Regions from separate parts of the Mus musculus genome. Here region 2 is linked to region 1. Evidence: chromatin contacts called from public Hi-C data. All regions are on one chromosome and are shown on one strand. The core of a region is the stretch at or near the end of the contact, and the rest is flanking DNA. Distances in the headings are between cores, read along the strand shown.

What was found. Hi-C and Micro-C count contacts between places; a contact is called where the count stands out from the background.
Region 2: a Hi-C map of CD4 T cells shows a contact between it and region 1, with 4 times the contacts expected there. The contact joins the promoter of Mdm2 here to the enhancer-like site in region 1. A contact is called at or near these places in 1 of 39 promoter capture datasets (the 3T3-L1 cell line), 1 of 484 Hi-C or Micro-C datasets (CD4 T cells) and 2 of 115 datasets of contacts at active chromatin or transcription factors (memory CD8 T cells and pancreatic cancer cells).

Annotation. Positions count from the first base shown.
Region 1 is chr10:116,917,354-116,921,758 of GRCm38.p6, reverse strand. It overlaps Rab3ip (RAB3A interacting protein), which reads left to right. Exons shown (of 11, transcript NM_001359645.1): 5 at 2,108-2,185; 6 at 2,794-2,997. The region is part of intron 3 of Gm51782 (a long non-coding RNA gene); the gene reads right to left. Among named protein-coding and RNA genes, the nearest start is that of Gm51782, 5.4 kb to the right of the region's middle. Within about 2 kb of position 2,213, at least 53 of the 459 cell types and tissues checked have an H3K27ac peak or open chromatin away from gene starts, as enhancers often do.
Region 2 is chr10:117,708,096-117,712,500 of GRCm38.p6, reverse strand. Mdm2 (transformed mouse 3T3 cell double minute 2) reads left to right here and starts at 1,743. Exons shown (of 12, transcript NM_010786.4): 1 at 1,743-1,949; 2 at 2,473-2,555; 3 at 2,717-2,801. The coding sequence starts at 2,721.

The sequences.
Region 1 (4,405 bases), core at 964-3,463:
GCCAGAAGCTGAGGAGGAGGACGGCATTTGCGTCCTTCATGGCGCCTGCCCAGCCTGCACACGACCAGGCCCACCATCAGTCAGGCGTGGACTGGGAGGGCTCAGGGACCATAGCTCGCCCTGATGAACTGCTGGCTCCCGGGTGGCCCGAGGAGGACAGGTCATCGTCTTTACCTGTGTACCACCTGTATACAGGCGAGAGCACCGAGTTCCAATAGGTAGTTCAAAACTTGGTCACAGAGAGGACTCGGGTGTCAGAGGTCAGACTAGAAGGGAACCCTGACAGGTGGGAGGAGAGAGGCCAGGCGTGGGGTGGAAATAGCCAGAGTGCGTTGCAGACACGTCTCAAATTGTCAAGAAATTTAATGAATGTTATATTTCTTAAAAGTTGATGTAGTTAGCTTTGGGGCGGGACAGAGTTTGTAACAGTTTCTGAAACGGTCCTAAACATACTTCTGCCATTTGTACTAGAAGACGTTGTCAGCATTGTAAAATGTTCTTGGCAAAGCTCAGTCTCGGTGGAGACAGCTTAGGACACCTGCTGTACACAGTGCTTATGGCGCCTGACCTTGGGGACAGTCAGAGAAAACAGCCCCACATCTAGAAACGCTGCCTTTTGGTGTTCTGTCGATCGGCAGACCCACGCCAGACGCTTTATGCTTCAGGCTAGCGCCCCCTTCTCTGGGGACATCAGCTGCTCCTGTGTATCATCAGGGTCCCTCTTGAAGCCGGAGAGGTCACCTCACTTCCCACCTCACCTTGGGGCTCATCCTGGCCTGGGTTCTGGTGTTCACCATTTCCTTAGCTCTTCCAGGCTTTCAAAGCTGGCTTAGAGGCGTCGGCTCTTCAGTTGTCTTAAGTCTGATCAGTCTTAAGACTGCGCAGCAGGTGACAAGGGCCCAGCCCCGCCCCGCCCTGTTCAGCAGGTACTTTGTCAGACATCAGTCTCTTCTGCATTCAGACTTAAACATCAGTTATCTTAGGAGAGATCCAAGCAGATAGCGTTCTTGTTTTGGAAACACCTGCCAAATAGCCTTCTTTGGACAGTTCCACCTTATCCCAGGAAAGTCCGTCCAGTCTGCAGCAACTGTTGTTTTCAGAAGGGCAGAGCTGAGCTCATTCTTCAGGGCTCTGCCGGGTGAGCAGTGCACGGTGACGGGAGTATTCCCGAGGTGCGTCCCATTCCATCCCAGCCATCGGTAGTGAGCATCGGGATACTTAATGTAGTCTGAGGTTCGTGCTCCCGACTCACACGAGCTGCTGCAGACCAACAGCTGTCACAGACCCGAGAGAGCTGTCAGACTGTGTGTTTAATAAGTATCTTTGAATCTCCTTTGGATATCTTACATTCCCAAATACTAAGTCTGAAGCCACATTTTGTTCCCAGTTTCTCTAATCTATACAGATTATTTCATACAAAAGCTTAATCTCTTAAAATATGAGATCATGTTATTCTCTTAAAGAAGAATTCATCTTTCACTTAGAGTGAAGTCTGGGTTATCACCCTGATTTCCATTGCTGTTGTTAGAGTGCACCCTGAGCTCTTTAGGAACCAAGCCTTTGCCTTGTTCCTCATTCGCTGTCAGAACCTGGAGCAGTATGTCATAAAGAGACGTCATTAATAACACTGTATGACTGAAAGGCAGGCCCGTGCCTGTAGTGTCATAACTGTGGCATTGGGAACTTAAGAGTAGAAGATTCCCTGCTCAGGCTACACTGTGCAGTCGTTTTCACCCGTGTCATTTTATCCATGTCTTAATGGAAACTGGAGCTCCTTGGGTGTCGTTTCTGCTGAGGTGTCCACCGTCTTGTCCCTGTCATGTATTGGCTTTGACCTGCAGCCGTCCTCCGACCCCTTTACTGGTTGTAGTCCTGACGTGGGTGTCCCTTGGATGGACTGGACCCCACCTCTGCTGCCACGGTGCTCAGCAGGTGCCGAGTGCCTGGCCTCAGCCCTACCTTCCCGTCCGTTTGATGGCAGCTGCTTCCCCCACTGTGGTTGTTGGGTTCTTAGTTAGTTTCAGGCCCTTTGCTGCCTCCTAGGCAGCTGCTGAAATGAGCGTTACAATGCTTTGCCTCCAGTTTTTGAGACTTTTGACTTTTTCAGGAAGCTCACAAGATGGTGAGGGAAGCGAACGTCAAGCAAGCCACTGCAGAGAAGCAGCTGAAGGAAGCCCAGGGGAAAGTGAGTCGGGGCCTTCGCAGTGGAGCGGGGAGACCGTGGGGAGAGCGGTCATGAGTGCCTAGCGCCCTTGGTGGCTGTCCTGACCCCTCGGAGAAGTGTGCTAATGTGGAAGCTGCAAATAGGCACTAACTATGTAACCTTGACTCGGGTGTGTAGTGTGTCACAGCCAGCTTGCTTATCACCATGGAAATCATGTAGAAGGATGTTGGAGTCATTTTTAAAAGTTAATATTTATTCTCTTAATTCACTAGGGGGGAAAAAGAGACCTAAGTAGATTTTATTATTTTAGGAGTGAACTAAAGGTAATCGTAAGCTGATACATTTTAATATTTTGAAAATTCATACTAATGTTAGTATCTTTGACCATTTAAAATTTACCTTTTGACATTATTGGTAGTTGAATCCAATCCATATGGAAACCCAAAAATCTTGGATTGCTTTCCCTTCATTACTTCATAGAAAAATAACAAATTAAACTTATTTTCTGTTCTTGAAATTCGCCAAGTTGCTAGCATTGGCCACATCTGTCACAGCGCATGCTGTGCGTGTGACGGCCACATCTGCCGTAGAGCATGCTGTGCGTGTGACGCTGCTGCTTTCTTTTCAAGATTGATGTACTTCAGGCTGAAGTGGCCGCTCTGAAGACACTCGTACTGTCCAGTTCTCCAACATCGCCTACGCAGGAGCCTCTGGCGGCTGCAAAGACCCCCTTTAAAAGGGGGCACACAAGGAACAAAAGTACAAGCAGCGCCATGGGTGGGAGCCACCAGGACTTGAGTGTGATCCAGCCAATCGTAAAAGACTGCAAAGAGGTAACTCCTGCAGAGAGGACTGTCCCCTCTGACCTGTCCCTCCTGTTGATCGCCATCACTGAGGTGGCCAGCAGACTTCTTTAGCACAGAATATCAGTGTTAGGATGGGGAGGCTGTTGCTAGGGCTGGCTGCTCTCAAGGACCCTCCCCATCCCACCCCCATCCCACTTGGCCTCAGAGCATCTGCAGCAGGAGTCTCTGCATTTCAAGTTTCCATCTAGGGAATAAAGTGGCATGCGTTGTGTAAAGGAAAGTGGGTGCCTAAGGGGGTCCCCCACTAGTCACGACGTTCTGTTAGTGCAGTGTTAAAGTACGAATAAGAAATGTGAAAATATGATGATTTTCCTAAAGATTACTAGTAGCTCTTTTTATTTGAAATCTGAGAGAAGCAAAATTTTCCATTGATAGAAAGTTCTAGAGTTGAGTCAGATAATTAAGAAAACAAACAGAACCCAGAAATAATTGAAGCCTTGCATTTTAGAAAGCACAAAGATAGCCTAGATGCTGTTTATCGAATTGTGTAAAGTAAGAGTTACGGCATTATTAAACACTGCTGGTTTTACCGTCATGTGTGGTGTAAAGTGTTTGTAGGGCATTGCCCAAGGCTTCCTGGAGCTTCAGGCACTGTGAGTTTTAAGCCAGTTCATACTGAAGCAAGCGGCTGTCTGCGCTTTTTACTTCTCATCCAGATCTGAATGCAGCAAAACCTAAAATTCATATTTGTTTTTGTTAAGTATCTAATATACTCCTTTAGTCACTGCTTTAATTCTGATTTCTCTAACTTTAAATAAGTGTGCTGTTTCTAAAAGGTTAGCTTCTATTGTCACTTTTGAGTTAGTAAGTGTAAAGCGTTTTCTCCCGTTGCTTGTAGGAAAGCTTTTTCAGGTGGTTTCTCAGTACTTCAGAAGCCTCTCTTGTGTTTTGAAATGTATGAAATAGGCAACATGTTCCTACTTGAGTATTCTAGCCACACTTTCTAGCCTGATACTGTGTGAAAATGTCAGCAAGTTTTATTATACAAACAAGAAATGTTGACTGAAATATGCCCTGGGACACTGTATAACACCCTGAATGGAAATGGAGAGTGTCTGTGTTTCTCTAGAAACTGCGGTGGGTCTCCCAGTCATAGAAGTGTTTTTCTGAAAGCTTTAATACTGGTGTGGATGTGCTCTTGGTACAAGGCTTTGGGATCTAAAAAGTTAGGCTTGAATTTGGACTTAACTGTGTGTCTTAGGGTTATCACTGCTGAGATGACACACCGTGACCAAAAGCAAGTTGGGGAAAGGGGTTTATTTTGCTTATGTCTCACACCACTGTTCATTGTTGAAACGACACCAGGCAGATACTCAGGCAGGGCAGGGTCCTGGAGGCAGGAGCCGATGCAGAAGCCACGGCTAATTAAGAGAAT
Region 2 (4,405 bases), core at 494-2,993, 790 kb before region 1:
TGGGCTACTTCATCTCCCAAGGCTTGGGTTCTGTGAGACAGGTTCTCTGTGTGCAGCCCTGGCTGATCTGCAGCTCACTGTGTGGACTCGTGGACACACTATCTTGAACTCACTTGTCTCTTCGTCTCTACTGCAGGGGTCAAAGGTCTATGCCACCATGCCTGGCTGAAGGTTATTAAATTTAAAATGAATATTCACTCCATTCCTAAGGGGAGAAAGGTTTCTGAAAAGTCCTTAATCACGAACTGTTGGGGAAATGAAGGCTGTCAGTAAGAAGTGGCAAGCCCCAAAGAACGAAATTACCTTTCTCCTTTAGGTAGGTTATCAATGTTACTCAAATTAGCTTTAAATTGCTCAACTCAAGCTATCCTCCTGCCTCAGCTTCCTGATTATCTTTGACTGTGCAAATGTGCCACCACCCCTGGTTTTAAGTCCTTTAAGATCTGGGGCTTTTGCTTTGGGGACCGAGGACTGAACAATGCAGGACCTTCTCGGTGCCACACACCCTCCGTTCTTAGATGTACCTTAAAAGGTGGACCCAGACGGCTGTTGCTCTGTACCTGGGATTACACGCACACCATTATATCTGGCCTTATCAATGCTTTTCTTTGACCTGCGTCCACACTGCCTAAAGCAGCGTCCAGGCCAAACTCCTATACCTTATAATGCTATCTTGGGCCCTCAAGATGACTAACAATTAGAAAGTTTGTAAACACTGGAGTGTATGTGTTGAAAAGGCCAGGCTGATTTCATGACAAGTTTCAAACTGGCAGTTAAGGGGACTAGGCCTAAATCTCTGTTTCCAAGAACTGGGCAATTCCGGGCAAGTCCGGGCCTCAGAAGCTGCCCCGCCTGAGGCAAGGACAATGGGTCAGCAGCAGTTTCCAGACTTTCTCAGCCAAAAGTTTCCAGCCCTCTCACCCCGGGAATGGAATGTCCCTAAAGATGGACCCAATAGATTAACATAGAGGTCACCTATCCCAGAATTCGCTAATATGCTTTATGTCAGGTCTGCAAACTCACTTGGGTGTCTCTATCTTAGTAATGGGGAGAGGAGACACCAGAATGCTGACTTCTGCAGATTAAAACATTCTTTGCGTTTACATACTATGAGCCCAAGGTGTCATGGACCCTAACAGTCTTTGAATTTTTTTTTTTAATTTTAACTTTAATTATGTGTATGTCTGTGCACACAGGTGCGGTTGCTCATGGAGACCAGAAGAGTGTGTTGAGTACCCTGCAATGACAGAATTTGTGTGGCGTGAGTGACTGAAAACCTAAAAAGGAGCTGTATGCACTCTTGACCATGGAGCTATTCATTTTTTATTCATTATTATTTATTCACTTTCCACCCCGCTCTCCGTTCCCTTCTGGGACACCCCCTTCTCACAATTTCCTCCCCGTCCCACTCCACCCTCTCTCACCTTGCCTATTTTTAAAGTCTTAAAAAAAAATCACTCATTTGTATACAACTTCAGCTGCTGGCGGGATGGATTTAAAAATACTACCCAGCTGTTAGTCTTGCTTTTCTTTTGGTAGCAGCAGCAGTCGGATAGGAACTTGCCTAGCGACCATTGCGGTTTCGAGCGGTAAACACAACCGCGCGGCCCCTCCCCACCTCCTGCGCGCTCCGGCACCGGGCGGCCGCTAAGCCCCGCCCCCCGCCTCCTATTGGTCCAGGAGGCGGCGTCGGGCGTGCGCGCGCGCACGCCCCGATGCCCGGATGGCCCGTGGCTTCCGGCGTTCTCTCCGCGGACGGTAGGGGGCGCTCGTCACAGAACTCTGCTTTGTTAACGGGGCCTCCGGGGCCAGCGTAGCCTAGGAGCGGCCGGTGAGGAGCCGCCGCCTTCTCGTCGCTCGAGCTCTGGAGCGACCATGGTCGCTCAGGCCCCGGCCGCGGGGCCTCCGCGCTCCCCGTGAAGGGTCGGAAGATGCGCGGGAAGTAGCAGGTACCCGCTCCGTGGGCGGCGGAGAGTCCCGATCATTCCCTCTTTTCCGCGCCCTCCGGGGCCTACTCGTAACCCGGGCCGGCTCGTGGGGTCGCGGGGCACGAGGCTGGGCGACCGTTTGCCCGCGCTGGGCCCTGATGTCATTCTGCGGCCGGGGGTGTGCGTGTGGGTGGGAGTGGGGGGTGGGGTGGGAGATGGCGCGGTTAGCACGGCGCATGCGCGGGAGGGGACGGAGGGAGGGGGAGGAGGGAAGAGCGGGGGTCTCCCAGCAGGCCCCGCGCGCGGGGGGCCCGCTCCGGGGTCGCGCTGGGCTCGTTGCTGGGGTCCAGGAGGTGACAGGTGCCTGGTCCCGGACTCGCCGGGATGCGGCTTCCGGGACGGGTGGGACTGGGCTGGGCCGAGTTGACTCAGCTCTTCCTGTGGGGCTGGTCAAGTTGGGACACGTCCGGCGTCGGCTGTCGGAGGAGCTAAGTCCTGACATGTCTCCAGCTGGGGTTATTTAAACGCTGCCCCGTTTCCGCAGCCGTCTGCTGGGCGAGCGGGAGACCGACCGGACACCCCTGGGGGACCCTCTCGGATCACCGCGCTTCTCCTGCGGGCCTCCAGGTAAGGGACAGCTCGCCGACGTCGTTTTGCATTTGAGAGCTATTGCCGAAAGACGTTTTCTGTCTCCTTCGTAAATGCATGTATCTATTTGTCCCTTTTCGTAGATGTTTTATAATTTCAAGTTTTTATCGTGTGTGTTGTTGTTTTTTTTCTACTTGTAGGCCAATGTGCAATACCAACATGTCTGTGTCTACCGAGGGTGCTGCAAGCACCTCACAGATTCCAGCTTCGGAACAAGAGACTCTGGTTGGTATTTCTGCCTCGAGTGTGTAAATATAGCTTGTTTTACCAGGTAATCGAGGAAACAAAATTGAAACCTGGATTATCGCACAGTCGTTTTAAGTATTTACCTACAAACTCTTAACTTTCTCGATTGCAATTGCATTAGAGAGTGGTCACTGCGACCTATATTTCCACAGCCCTTCCCCTGACGCAGGCTTTAGAAGTGCACAGTGTGTGGGTGCTGCTGGTTGTGACATGATGTTCTATCACTGTTCTAAATGGTAAACCGAAAGTCATAGAAGCATCCGTGCTTTTTGTGAGGATTTTAGTTATGAGAGGAATGCATAAAATATATAAAGTTCCAGTCTTTGCTCTGTATCTCTTTAAGTTTTCTACTTTATATTAGCATATAAAGGTGTTCTACAGCTTGTCAGTAAGTTACAAAATTACTTTTAATAGCTGCATAGGATTTGATAATGCGATTGAACCTCAGCCTTTAGAATGTGTGTGTATGCAAGTACTGTACTACTGAGCTGAGCGACAGTCTCAGGCTCACGACTACTGGGGGATGTAAAAGTTGCCCATGTGTTTGAGTAAAGTAAGGGTGAGGAAGATAGGGAACTAGAATCCTACGTCCTGGTAACCACATTTGATTGCAGACTGCTCACTCTGCTCAGCAGAGGTCATGGCCGTCTTCGATCCTGCCAGCACGAATATTGCCAGCCCTCGTTTTCCCTTTCTGATGTAATTTCATACATATTTGTGGAGAATACATGTATGCAAGTTAAGTCAGTTCCTACGGTTACTGCTCTGTGGAGTAAAATGTATTGTTTCAGTGGGCATGTCCCAGATCTCCAGTTAAACAGCCTGTTTGTTCTGGGTTTGCCAATGTCTCTCTCTATTTACTCTCGCTCTTCCTTTCCTCCCCCATTTTTTTTTTTTGCATATTTTAGTAGCTTGCATAATTTTCAAGTATAGTTAACCTAAGAAATTTTTTTTTACAAGGACTATAATCTGATGTCTGCCCCATTGAAGGTATCAAATTTGTTTATTTTGATAATTTTTGAATTTTCTTGTAATGCTTTGGAGGAATTCTTCCATTTCAAGATTATGCACATATTTAAAGTATTTTCATATAGCATTTTAAAAACCTTTTCCGGGTAGATCTTTATTCAGAACTCTCTTTGTTAAGTGTGAGATTACAGTGTTGTGTTTTTATAGTAGTTTTTAAAATTAACTTTATCTTGTAAGCTTTGATAAGAAACTGGCTTTCCATTGTAGAGTTTTGATTTGAGTTAATTTAATATGCAAAAATGTAGAACTTCTTGCTTTGGCAGTACGTATGTTAAAATTGATACACTAAGGAGAAGGCTAGCATGACTTCTATATGAGTTACATAAGAAAATTAAGCATTAGTAAGTCTTTTTCAGCTGGGCGTGGTGGCGCATGCCTTTAATCCCAGCACTTGGGAGGCAGAGGCAGGCAGATCTCTGAGTTCGAGGCCAGCCTGGTCTACAAAGTGAGTTCCAGGACAGCCAAGGCTACACAGAGAAACCCTGTCTAGAAAAAACAAAGAAACAAAAAGTCTTTTTCAAATCTTGTAAGAGTGAATTACTTAATCTGAAAAT